Regions from separate parts of the Sus scrofa genome. Here regions 2 and 3 are each linked to region 1. A link is a contact called in public Hi-C and HiChIP or PLAC-seq data. All regions are on one chromosome and are shown on one strand. The core of a region is the stretch at or near the end of the contact, and the rest is flanking DNA. Distances in the headings are between cores, read along the strand shown.

The links. A called contact is a pair of places that touch in the nucleus more often than the background predicts. HiChIP or PLAC-seq counts read pairs in DNA pulled down with a chosen protein or histone mark.
Region 2: an H3K27ac HiChIP or PLAC-seq map of alveolar macrophages shows a contact between it and region 1. The contact joins the promoter of UBE2D1 here to the promoter of ZNF239 in region 1. A contact is called at or near these places in 1 of 5 promoter capture datasets (liver) and 1 of 2 datasets of contacts at active chromatin or transcription factors (alveolar macrophages).
Region 3: a Hi-C map of skeletal muscle shows a contact between it and region 1, with 4 times the contacts expected there. The contact joins the promoter of IPMK here to the promoter of ZNF239 in region 1. A contact is called at or near these places in 5 of 47 Hi-C or Micro-C datasets (embryonic fibroblasts, heart right ventricle, liver and 1 more) and 1 of 2 datasets of contacts at active chromatin or transcription factors (alveolar macrophages).

The regions. Positions count from the first base shown.
Region 1 is chr14:92,187,256-92,191,530 of Sscrofa11.1, forward strand. It overlaps ZNF239 (zinc finger protein 239), which reads left to right and starts at 2,570. Exons shown (of 3, transcript XM_021073009.1): 1 at 2,570-3,631. It also overlaps the pseudogene LOC102167823.
Region 2 is chr14:92,327,665-92,331,665 of Sscrofa11.1, forward strand. It overlaps UBE2D1 (UB2D1), which reads right to left and starts at 2,549. Exons shown (of 7, transcript NM_001078674.1): 1 at 2,526-2,549. The coding sequence starts at 2,549.
Region 3 is chr14:92,381,504-92,385,638 of Sscrofa11.1, forward strand. IPMK (inositol polyphosphate multikinase) reads left to right here and starts at 1,968. Exons shown (of 6, transcript XM_021073222.1): 1 at 1,968-2,502. The coding sequence starts at 2,313. CISD1 (CDGSH iron-sulfur domain-containing protein 1) reads right to left here and starts at 799. Exons shown (of 3, transcript XM_021073223.1): 1 at 596-799. The coding sequence starts at 620.

The DNA.
Region 1 (4,275 bases), core at 1,320-3,819:
GTGCCTTCCTTTTAAGAAGAGTGAATGAGGAGTTCCCGTCGTGGCACAGTGGTTAACAAATCCGACTAGGAACCATGAGGTTGCGGGTTCGGTCCCTGCCCTTGCTCAGTGGGTTAACGATCCGGCGTTGCCGTGAGCTGTGGTGTAGGTTGCAGACGCGGCTCGGATCCTGCGTTGCTGTGGCTCTGACGTAGGCTGGTGGCTACAGCTCTGATTGGACCCCTAGCCTGGGAACCTCCATATGCCGCGGGAACGGCCCAAAGAAATAGCAAAAAGACAAAAAAAATAAAAACATTAAAAAATTCTTTAAAAATTAAAAAAAAATAAAAAAGAAGAGTGAATGAGGAAGAACCCCTACTGCACAGTGCTGTTCATAGGCAAGGATGAACACTGGGCCACGAGCCCAAAGCAGATCACCCAGGAAGAAAGAGAAGTGCCTCCACCTTTAATTCTGCATGTCTCCTAAGGGCTTCCCAGATAGACTTAAGGACTCAGATGCTCCCTGACTAGTGCTCCTCCCAAGACCTTAACACACAGAAGATATAGCCCCCAAATGAAGATCTCCCAAGTTCTTACAGAATGAAAATTGATAACACAGAAGAGAGAAGGGAATGCCCTCATGTGTGAGGAAGGGGATAAGATTCAGGGTACAAACGGAGAGTTTTCTTTCTTTTCTTTCCCCCTCCCCACTCCCCCAGCCTACACCACAGGCACAGCAACCCAGGATCCAAGCCACATCTGAGACCTACATCACAGCTTGCAGCAACACCAGATCCTTAATTCACCAAGCGAGGCCAGGGATTGAACCCGCATCTTCATGGATACCATGTCCGATTCTTAACCTACTGAGCTACAATGGGAACTCCAAGTTTTCTTAAATAGAAACTGGGGCGGTTCATTCAGAATGGAAGGTAGAAAAAATAGGCTCCAGTGGAAAGAGGTGGGCAGATGTGCTTGTGTGAGGGTATAAAAGTTCTCTCTTCTCAGAGAAAGCAAGGGTCATCAGCTGTGATTGAGATGAGAGAAGTAGTTATTGGAGGCTTGAAGAAAGACGAGAAACTGTGAGATAGTCATTTAGGAGAATGAATGAACTAAGAAAGTGTAATGGGATAATTGAGCAGCACTGACGGCCCACTTGACCTTAGCAGTCATAAACTGAAAGTGAGACCAATCACCAGAGCCATATTTTTCTCAGGACACATCTGCTACACAGGTACAGGTGTGAAATAGGCAAGGAGTTGGATTCAACTAGATTTGATATTTTATCAGGAAAATAAAACCAAGGAAGATAGGAGCAAGACACTGATCATAATTATGAGCCACTCCCTCTAAATTGGGTGGGGTGGAAAATGAGAACATAAAGGCGTGAGAGTCAGGGCAAGAGTGATGGGATGGATAGGGAAGATTTAGGGGAACATCAGGTCCCAGAGAGATCTTTTGTTCCCCAGACCAAAGGCAGGAGAGCACCTCCGAGGAGGAGGCTCTCCAAATGTGGTAGGCCCTCTAAAATATCCACGTTAATCCCCAGAAACCATGAGTGCTACCTTATAGAGCAAAAAGGGATTTGTAAATGTGACAAAATTTAAGATCATGATGTGGAGAGATTGTTTTGGATTAACCAAGTGGGCCTGATGTAATCACATGTAGTTAGTTCTCTGGAAGAGTCTGCACCAGAGAAAGTAACTATCAAGCTACCTTATTAACTTCAAAGGAAGCAGAGATTGGAGTCATATGCTTTGAAGACGTAGGAAGAGATCACAAACCAAGGAACATAGACCATGAATTACCTTGAGAAAGGCAAGGAAATAGATCCTCCTCTAGAACCTCCAGAAGAACCCAGCAGTGCTGACACCTTGACTTTAGTGCAGTGAAACTGATTTCAGACTTCCGACCTCCCAGAACTGTAAAAGATGAAATTTGCGTCTGTGATACGTCACTAAGTTTATGGTAATTTATTACAGCAGCAACTGGAAACTACACCAAGAAGGGGAGAGACAAAGACGAGAGGACTAGAAAACAGCTCTTTCATCTCCAGGATTAATCTGAAGGGAAAGTATTCCAGAGAGACCAAGTGAGCATCCCTGTGTCATTCAGTGAGGGGTGAAAACAATGGAGAAGCCACTGAGGAGAATTTTGGTGCCATTCCCTTGAAGGCATTAAGAACTAAAAGGGCCTCAGAGAGAAAGGTTTCTGTGTAATCTATGATACACAGTACTATCAAATTTTACAAATCAAACTGCAGGCCTCTATATACAGCATGACCTCATTTTTGTTTTCAAAAAGCATATTTGTATAAGCCGCTAAATGAATGAACTTCTGATTTTTGAAGGAGAGGAAAAAATTACGGGTAATGTACATTCTTTAACCCCATTAGCGCTTTAATAAAACGAAAATACACTTTAATGAGTATTCCTAAAATAATTCTTATGCGTTTATAATTTAAAACACACAGACGCACTAACACGGATAACTCCAAGGAACCAGACGCAGACCTCAAACAACCGCGAAGGGCACTGGACGGAGCTCGTGATACTATCCTCCCACGCCGCGCCGCGCTAGGTCCCAGGGCGGCGCCGGAAGTGGGCGTGGTCCGCCCGCGGCTTTCTGGGACTTGTAGTTCGGCACATAGGCGCGGGTGCGGGTCAGTGTTGCCAGTGTTGCGAATCTTGCGCTTCCAGGTGTCCGACTCCAAGTGGGAGGTGAGAGCTGTCTGGCAGAAGGCGCAGCCCGGAGCAGCCCGCAGCGAAGCATCTGGCTGTCTAGTTGTGGGAACGCTGCGGGGCAGGCGCTGGACCGCAGGGACCCGGAAGCCTGGCGGGCGGCCGTGGGAGGGCGCGCGCCCTGGCGGAGATGAGAACGCGGGCCGCACGTGTGCCCACGCGCTTCGGCCGCTGCTGCGTTCCCAGGATCGGCGGCGATCACCTGAGACCAGGCGGCCCCCACTGCTGAGCCGCCCGCGGTTCCGAATGGCCCTCCTCTCGCCTGCCTGAGCTCCGGCCTCGGCTGGCCTGGGAGCTTCGCAGTTGGCCATACCGGCCTTTTCCACGCCGGTGACTGGCCCTACTCGAAGGAGATTTTCGGTGGACGTTAAGGGACCGAGAGGGGGCCTTTGAGGGACTGAAGTTTCCATCCCCACAGCCCTGTCCTCGGTGAAAAGAGAGTGCGTCACAGGCCGTGCACCCCAGAAACGAGTCAGGCCGTCAGGTGTCGGGCAGCCGAAATCTCTCCGGAGAGGCGATACATCTAACCCGACAGCTCCTACTGCTCTAACTAGAACTTGAGGGCAAAAAAATCCGCGAAGCCTGGGGAAATGGGCACATCTTAAGAGCTGCTGGGAAGGATGGGAATTTCTTACCCTGGTGGGTTTGCGGGGGAGGCTTGGCATATTTGATCCGAAGCCCAGTGGAGAGAGGTGAGGGAGGTGCAGCATGGAGAGACAGGAAGGGTACCCCAGCAGAGGGTGTATGAAGGAAGGTTGCAGGAGCTGAGTAACTTTTTTCCTACAGTCTTGCTGGATTGGCTTGTCTGTGTCCTGCAAAGTGGACGTGATTTACATGGATTTTTCGCTTTCCCTAACTCTACCTTTCCAGGAGTCTGTCCTTGCTGACAAGAGGAAATGACCGAGTTCCAGGTGAGTTGGAGTTTTTCTTCTCTGAGACTGGAAATACTTTCCTTTCCTTCCTCTCCTTTCCTTTCTTTTCTTGGGAAGGACATCAGGATTAACTTGAGTGCCTGTCTGGTGTCAGGTCCCGTCTTGGTTCTCTATGTTTTTTCTTTTTATTGTCATACTTCAGCGTGAGACATAAAACATCTTATAAACATGAGTGTAAGAACATTAAGATACTAAGAGCGTATGGTTATCAAATGATGTCATCAGGGTCTGCACAGAAAACATGCGACTTTAAATTCCACCTCAGTTTTCACTGAACTACACTGCTTCCATGAATTTGGCCCACTCCCGAGAGCACTGGGCTATGCTCTTTTATTAAAGACTCCACATAGCATTTTTGTCTGGTCCTGTGTCTCAAACCATGCCTTTTCCTGCCAGACATTTCACTCACATTGAAATTCATTCAGAGTTGTGACATGCACAATCTAGTGGTCTCAAGAAAACAAACAGAATTATAAACAACTGTGCTTTTTGTCATGAGCAGATGATGTGTATTAAAAAAGTATGCACATTAACAATGATTTATTAAACACGAAAGATCAAAAACATGAGGAAATTTGTTAAATAACAGCAGAGTAGTTACCAGATCACTCCCAGAAATGGCT
Region 2 (4,001 bases), core at 1,299-3,798, 140 kb after region 1:
GTGAAATCATGAACTTTTTAACATTCTCAAATATGCCAAATCACTTCTTAAGAGATTAACTTGGACAAAGCACTCCACTCCAAACCTCAGACTCCTCTGACTAACAAGGAGACTAGACTAGAATGTCAGTGGTTCTCAGCCTTCTTTCCACCCCAGCCCATCTGAGGGATTCTACAACTGACAGCAGTCATGGACAGCAGTGGGGACAGCCTGCAATACATCTCTCAGAGGTGATTCTGATACACTACCCTAGAAGCTGTTCCCCTTCTCTCCACTCCACTCTGCTACTGCAGAGTTCTTTGAGGTTCTGCAGTTCTATAGGCTGCCACTGCAGGTACAGGAAAATAACAACCCAGAGGACCTGGAAGGCAACTGACAGTATTCCTTTAATACACTTAAAAAGAAAGGCCAAACATTACTATGCATTTTCTTTTGTTGAAGCATGCAAAATTCAAAGAGAATCTGTATAATGATGCTATCAAATAGGGCTTTGTAAGTGTTCATATGGCAAACAGCACACATTCTCTGGAATTCTTTTTTAATCAAGGGGGTAGGTAAGGCAAGAGGAAAAGTGGGGAATCAAAACAAATACCTTCTAAAGTTTGAGGGAATTGTTTGAACATGGAAGAGAGATTTATGCAAGTCAACTTTTCTGACAACAGAGAAGGAAAGCCAAAGACTGACACATAGAGATGGGATGTTATGTGACCCCAAATCTCCTCCCCAAACTATCAATTTGTTACAGATCTGACATCAATTCTACGTAAGAATATTTTCTTAACCAGACAACTCTGTTACAAACTAAGAGCTGAAAATATGATTTGGGTATATGCCATATTATAAATACAAATCAAATATACTGGCTCAGCATGGTGATTGATAGTTGCCCAGTATATTTACAAATAATGACAATTTCCTTTGTCTACTGTGGACAAATTCTACACTACTTAAAAGCTATTATATGTGTAAAGCTTTGTAAAAAATTCTCACAACTAGAGAAGAAGAAAATGTAATTTTTAAGACTTACTTGGAAAAATGTGTGTGGTTTACTTCAAATGAGAGCCAATATTACATCATCATTAATAAGTACACAAGGCATGGCAAAGATGCTGAGTGAGGCTTCAGATTAGAATTATCTATTAAAAAAAAATGTGTAACTGCATTATCTTCAAACCAGAAAACATACTAATCAATAAATGCTGATCATTAGCTATGGGCTTTATAGCGAGAGGAACTTTAAAAAGTACAAAAATTAACAATATTCCACAGATTTAGTATTTGACTCTCCCCCCCCAAAATTGGCTGGTTCTAGAAAGTTGCTGTCCTCTGTACCAGAAGATGCCACCAATGGTGACTAAGAAAACATCTCTATCACTGTTCTTTTGATTCATGCCTGAAAAGGTTGATAAATTTTTTCGGTAGGATTTCTTCTGAAATCCTTTACAAAACATACTGTCCATTGTTGGCTTAACTTGCTGAACCTAACTCCCATTAAAATAACAAATTCTCAATGTTCTCCACATGAAACATACCAATAAAACCTAAAACTTGTGTCAGTGAACAGACCAAATCACCTAACAAGAAGTAAAAGTGAACAGAAAGAAAATGCCCCAACCCAATTTTGTAAGATGTTCATGTAGAGACAGTAGCAATAGATACTATGCAAGAGAAGACAATACCTTACACTGCGTTTGGGATAGACAAACATTTCTTTAATGAACGTACACATTTCTTCCTCATTCTATACCCATGTGTCAAAACATCAAACAATTAAATTTGTGGCAGTTTCTGTTGTGTCTCAAACTTTACACCTAAGTTTATCATGAGGGGTAAAAAAAACCTGCTTGGCTTGACTTGCCATGAATCACAGCCAGGAGGTCATCTTGCTGTGTATCAGCAACTATGTTTTCACTACAGCTATGTGACCTGAAGTGGCAGCAGCAGAGGGACCAAAATAGAAGGGGCAGGAGGCTTCTCGGCCCCAAACAGGCTTTTCCAGCCCATTCGGGCATCTGAGCAAGAGCCAACCTCAGAGGAGAGAAAGAACAAATCCAAGGGCTCCGCGGAGGAAGGCTGCAGGCCCACCACACCTTCCTTGCCCTCCCCGGGAGTCCAGGGAGACAAGAACATAAAAGAGAACCGGCTTAAGAAACAGCTTGAAGAAAGCAGCATGACAAGGGCCAAAACTCGCCCGGTATAGGACAAAATTCAGGCGCGACCGAGAAGCACAGATTTCGGGAAGGTCTGGAGACCGAAACGATCTCCGGCCGGGGCTCCGGGCGCAGGTCCTGAGAGAGCGCACGGCGGGCCCCCTGCCTCCCAGCACCTCCAGCGCCCGGGACCTGCCGCTGCTCCCACCTCACCTGTCGGGTGCCCGCTGGCCCCGCCAGCATCCCTGGCCCCTGGTTCCCGCCCCGGCCCATCCTTCTTTCACGTTCCCTCCAGGCACAACTCTCAGACCACCGCCGGGCTCAGCGTGGGCAGGGGGCTGAAGCCCCCGCCCCAGACCGGGCCCCGGCACTCACTTTCTGAATCCGCTTCAGCGCCATGGGTCAGGGAGGACAGCGGGGACACTGGCCGGTGGGGGACGGCTTCGGGGCTCGGAGGCGTGGGATCGTTGCGGACTCGGTTCGCTGGCTATTCGGCTGGCTCAGCCGGGAGGGTCCCGGCTTGCTGCTCTCTCGCTCGCTCCGGGAGCCGCTGCCCGTTCCGAGTGCGCCCCAGCGCCAGTATGCGGGCGGGGACGCCGGTGAGACTCTTTTGTTTCCGCTTTTGCTTCTGGGAAGGAGGCTGTGTCCGCCCCGCCCCGCCCCGCCCCATCCCGCCGGGCACTTTGGGAAGTGTAGTTCCGGCTCTTCCTGGCCGCCGCCCGGGGCGGGGGTGCGTTGCTCACAGATGACCTAGACCCGCAGGCTGATCTCAGAACTACCCCGGGTTGAGTAGGTCTCTGCAGTTGGATTTTGAGCAAGGTACTGAAGTGGAGTCCCCATTCTGTAAAATGAGGATAACAAATTAGCTTGAAAAACATGTACAAGAATTTCTGACGTGCTGTAGCTCATCTTGCTTTTTTTTACGTTTACAGATTTTACCCTCTTCTCAAATACTTGAATTGCGTCAATTTCTCACATATGCACAGACTTATACCAGTTAAGACACCTTACCTCCTTAATTCCTATTTCAAAAGTCGCCCCTTCTATCTGATGCTAATCCCACCATGTTTGCTTCTTCTTGGAACTCCCAATTCTGAGTTTCATCCTCCTTCCTTTCCGTTGACAGACCAGTAGTACCTGCTCTGTCCCCATAGTCTCCTCGCGCTCCTCACTCACTCAATTCTTATGAACGTGTGTGCTCAATAAAACTTGGCTTCTGCTTTCAGCACCAGCAGAACTCGCTTCTCACCAGAGTCGCACTTGAGCTTCTACTTCCCAAATCGAGTTCGCTCCTTTTCCTCCATGACGTTTTTGACCTATTTCATTGCTGGCTACCTTTTGCTTTTTAAAATACTTACCGCCTACCAGAGCACTAGGGTAGTTGGGGTTTTTACTCCTCTGGCTTTGGCTTTTTTGTCACTAGCTCCCCTTCTCAAGAGTCAGAGTGGCCTGGAGTTCCAGTCTCTGATCTCTACCATGAACTGGGTGGGAGCCCACGAAGCTTGGCTGGAGGGAGGGCTTTGTAGACAGATCCTCTCCTGGAATGGGATCCCAGCTCTGATTCGTACCCACTGTGTGGTTGTGTAGTCAATTAAACTCTCTAAGCCTCAGTTTCCTCATGTCAAAATCTCTAGATATGTTATTGTAAAAATTAACTGATATACATATAACATGCCACAATACCTAATATGTTGAAAGTGCTCTATAAAAATTATTTCCTTGTTTTTTTCTATATGATAATGACTTAAAATCTTTCTTTCCAATGAAACTCTCACCCAAATTTCAGCCTTTTATGTCCAAAAGTCTACTGGACATGTCCACCTTCCTTCTTTGTGGCCAGGAATGAGAATG
Region 3 (4,135 bases), core at 718-3,217, 190 kb after region 1:
TGCCACCGAGAGCCAGATGCCAGAGGCATTAAAACAAAAACAAAAACAAAACAAAAAAACCTGGGAAAACTGAAGACCCCGGATTGGGTTTCCTTCCTTTAAAAAAACGTGTGCAAAAAACTAAGATGTGATTAGTCATGCATGCACCGCTTGATGGTTGCAGGAAATCGACGTTCTCACTCCACGGTGATTTAAGGGTTGAGAGTGGAGAAGAGGGTTTTTTGTTTGTTTTCATCTTTCCTTTTATCCAGGCCCTATGACAAAACAGGCGTCGCAGGGGATAAGAAAAACTAGCAGAGCAAGAATCGTTAGGATTTAGGGTTTAGCTAGTTTGGGGAAATGCGGTCTAAAACTGGGTAGATGCCTGCATGGCCCCCATGCCACTTATGCCTGGAGATCATACTCTGATCTTGCTCTTTTCCCCGTGCGGTCCGGGGAGCCCGAAGGCCAGCGGAACGCTTGCCCTTCTGCATCTCAAGGTTACAGGACCGGCGGGCGCGCAGAGCGAGCGGCAGTAACAGCCCAAAGAGGCGCTGAGGGATCTGCAATCGGTGCGCAGGCCGCCAGCCTTACCCACTCCCAGGCCCCACTTCACCTCGTACGCTGGAAGTCGTACTCATGGCGCCGTCGCTTGCAAGGATGTGCACTGGACGCTGAGCACAAACCGGCTCGCGCGGACAGCGGGAGTCAAGGGGCGACCAGCGACGGTCCTAAGGGCACCGACTCCAGGCTGCTACCGCGCAGGCGCCGCGACGATCGGTAAGCACGTGTGTATTATCCGTCAGGCTAGTGCTGAGCATGCGCAGAGCTGTGTCCCGGGCCTTTGGGAGATCTTGAGTCCGGATTTTGACAGCCGCAGGAGGGGGGAGGAGGGAGAGACCTAGAGAAGTAGCGACCTAGAGAGGTAGCAACTGAGTTTGCGCAATCCTTAGGCGCTTGGTTCTGGAGCCCAGGAAAAGGGCCTTTGGAATAGGGAGTCCAGGCCAGGTTTTATGTTTCTCCCAGGTGCGCGGATTTCTCTGGACCGAGAACAAGTGCTGATGTAACACTTGCCAAAATCAGATATCTAAGGTTTTACCCCACATTTTCTTGTTTAGTCTGGTACCTGCAGGGCGAAGTCCAGTTATATGAAATGCCAGTGACAGACACAGGAACCCACTGTGATGTCTCATTCTAGGCTCTCCCCTCGCTCCCACTGTGCATCCCTTTTTTCTGCCTACCCAATTCTCCATCTATTGAGGACCTTGGATCTTGCCTTAACGTAAGGGACCTTGCCTTAACACAACTTCGTGTTGAGGGAGGGGAAAAAAACCTGGCTCTTTTCATTAAGAGAAAAAAAATGATCACTTAAAAAAGATTATTCCTTATCTTTTGCAGTCTGATATAGGTGTCGGTTTCTTTTTCTTTCTTTTCTTAGTTGCTTAGGGGCACCAATTTTCGGAGGGGGTATAGTATTACTTGAAGGGTGTTTTGCAGGCGCGTCTGCTAAGAAACTGCCAGTTTTTACTCCTGTTGTATCTGTGCGGCTGGGGATTGTAGGGAGGTAATCGCAGTTAAAGGGTGGCCTCACAAGTCATCCTGGGCACAGCCACCCTCCTAACTCTCCTAACGCGGGACTGACTGGTCCTCACAATTGGGAGCCTCTGGCATCTTTGAGCCGGACCCCGGTAAGCGTGCAAACGCGCACTGAATGAATGAGGACACAACAGCCCTGCAGGCGTCACACGGCCAGTCAGGGTGGGGACAAGAAAGGCCGCCAGCGTCTTCCCAGCATCCAGGTCGCCTTCCGCTCGCCCTGGCGGCCGGGGCGCACGCCCCGCCGCGGGGGTCCCGTCGGGCGGCCTCTGGGCATGCTCAGTGGCGGCAGCGGCCGCTGGTCGCGCAGTCGGAAGCTTGCGGCGGAGGCGGCGGTGCAGGCGGCGCTGACGCGCGCGCGGCAGCTAAGGGGACTGGAGGACGGCGGGAGGGGGCGGGGGCGCGGGAGGTGGGGCCGCCGTCGCCGTCAAGGCCCCTGGGAGCGCGGGGCGCCGCAGCCGCAGCTCATCCGCTCGGATCCGTCTCCGGGGCTGCGCCGGGGCCGGCGGCGGAGCTGAGGGAGCAGGGAGCCGCGCTCTGCCCAGAGTTGGGCAGGGGAGCGCCCGCGCCTCTGCGGCGTCATGGGCCCCCTCATCGGGCCACAGCGGCCACCAGCCGCAGAAACCCCCGGGCCTCCTCGCGGCCGAGACTGAGCGACCCTCGGTTCTCGGCGCCCCCTCCCTCCGCCCTATTTACCCCCCTGCTCTCACTGCCGCTAACCGCTTCAGCTCTCCGTTATGGCAACGGAGCCACCATCCCCTCTCCGGCTCGAGGCTCCCGGCCCCCCAGAAATGCGGACCCCAGCGGCGAGCGAGGCCGCCCCCGAGGGTACCCCGAAGCCGGCTGGCGGCAGGCTCCGCTTCCTCAACGGCTGCGTGCCCCTCTCGCATCAGGTGGCTGGGCACATGTACGGGAAGGACAAAGTGGGTAAGTGGGGGTGGCGCGGCGTTCGTTGCTCCCCTTCCGCCTTCGAGAGACCCCGGCCGACCGAGGCAGCCTGGTGCTCACCCGCTGGGGAGGCGCCCCTCCGCGCCCTCAAGCCGCACCCCCGGTCTCTTCCGCTTTCCACCAAGAGCCTCGCGACCAGTGCGTGCACCAGGGGCTGGAAAAGTGGGGACATTTCTTGGGTGTGGGGCGTCAGGCCGGCAGCGGGAGGTGGCGAGAAGAGGAGTGTCTAGACTCCCCAGGGAGGGTGAGTACCGATTCGTTGTTGGTGAAAATAAGGAACTTCATCTTTACAGGACGGGAAGTAAATTATCCCCAGAGCACAAGGTCTGTTTATTATAGGCGGGTAGCTAGTATTGCAAAAGAACAGGAATGAAATGCAGATGATGGTAATCTAGTGCTTCTCTTTTGGGTGCAGCTGCATAGCTGGAGGGGAGGAAAAAACAGGTTTTTTTTTTTTTTTTAATGTTTGTTTGTTTGGGTTTTGTTTTGTTTTGAAAGCAAGTCCCAGCTTATCCGGGATCTCTCTCCTAGCCTCCTCGAGAGGCTTTTCTGATACCTCCTGCATTTCTTTGGGAGGCGTGGTTCCAGTAATGCTGAAACACAGGGGGAAATAGAGCCTGCTTGTAGCATGGTACAAGGATAAGACATTCAGTTATTCTTGGTCATCTTTGTAAGACTGTATCGTGGCCTTTCTAATACATTTTTTTAGCTCACAGAGTTAAAAGCACAATCTAGGGCCTTTTTATTCTCTTGGTGGTGTAAAAATTCAGTTTAGGAACTGTAATTCACCCAGCTTACTCAAACTGGTTCCTAGGCCATGATTACATGGGGAATCAGATGAATATGTGAATAATGCGGCTCTTATACCTGGAAACCACAAAGAACAATTTGGTTTCTTCTGGTAAGATGATTCCGGTTTAGGCTGGTAAGATAATACTGTCATTTTTAGGTGAAATGATTGAGGTCAAGGCTGGTTAAATGACAAGCCTAAAAATCACACAGCTGTGTGTAGAATCAGGAAACCAAGGGTCTTGCCTCAGAGCACTGTTTTTTCCCACCATGTATTGTGCTTGCAGAAAACAAACAAGTATTTTTGAAAATGACTGAGGATTGAATGTATTTGTTATTTCTCAAAGAACATTTCCCACTACATTTATCTTTACCTCTTTCTTTTTTTCAAAGTTAAGTGTTAATGATGTGTGGATTTTGTGCCTTTCTCCCCATTATAAAGTGTTAGCTCTTTAAGTTTTAGACGCCAAATCTGTTTATCCCAATAGCCTTGTGCACAGACTGGGGGCTCAGTTAAACTCGGGAAATGTTGAAAGGGAAAATTGACAGTTCTTTCCCAGGGAAGGAAACAAGCATGGTACTCAAGGTGTGCTTAGCACAGATGTAAGGAAATAACATTATTAAGGTGCTTAGCACTGAGATGTTCTTGTGTATGTCATGTCTGGTAATGAAAATTTGAGAGTACTTATGGAATACTTACTGTTAAATAGATTTATATTGCATCTATTGATTTGTATTAATGATTTATAAGGATAATTTTCCTAATAATATTCTAGAGGCCTGAATAATTGTTTCCCTAAGGGTCCCTACGATGGATATGTAC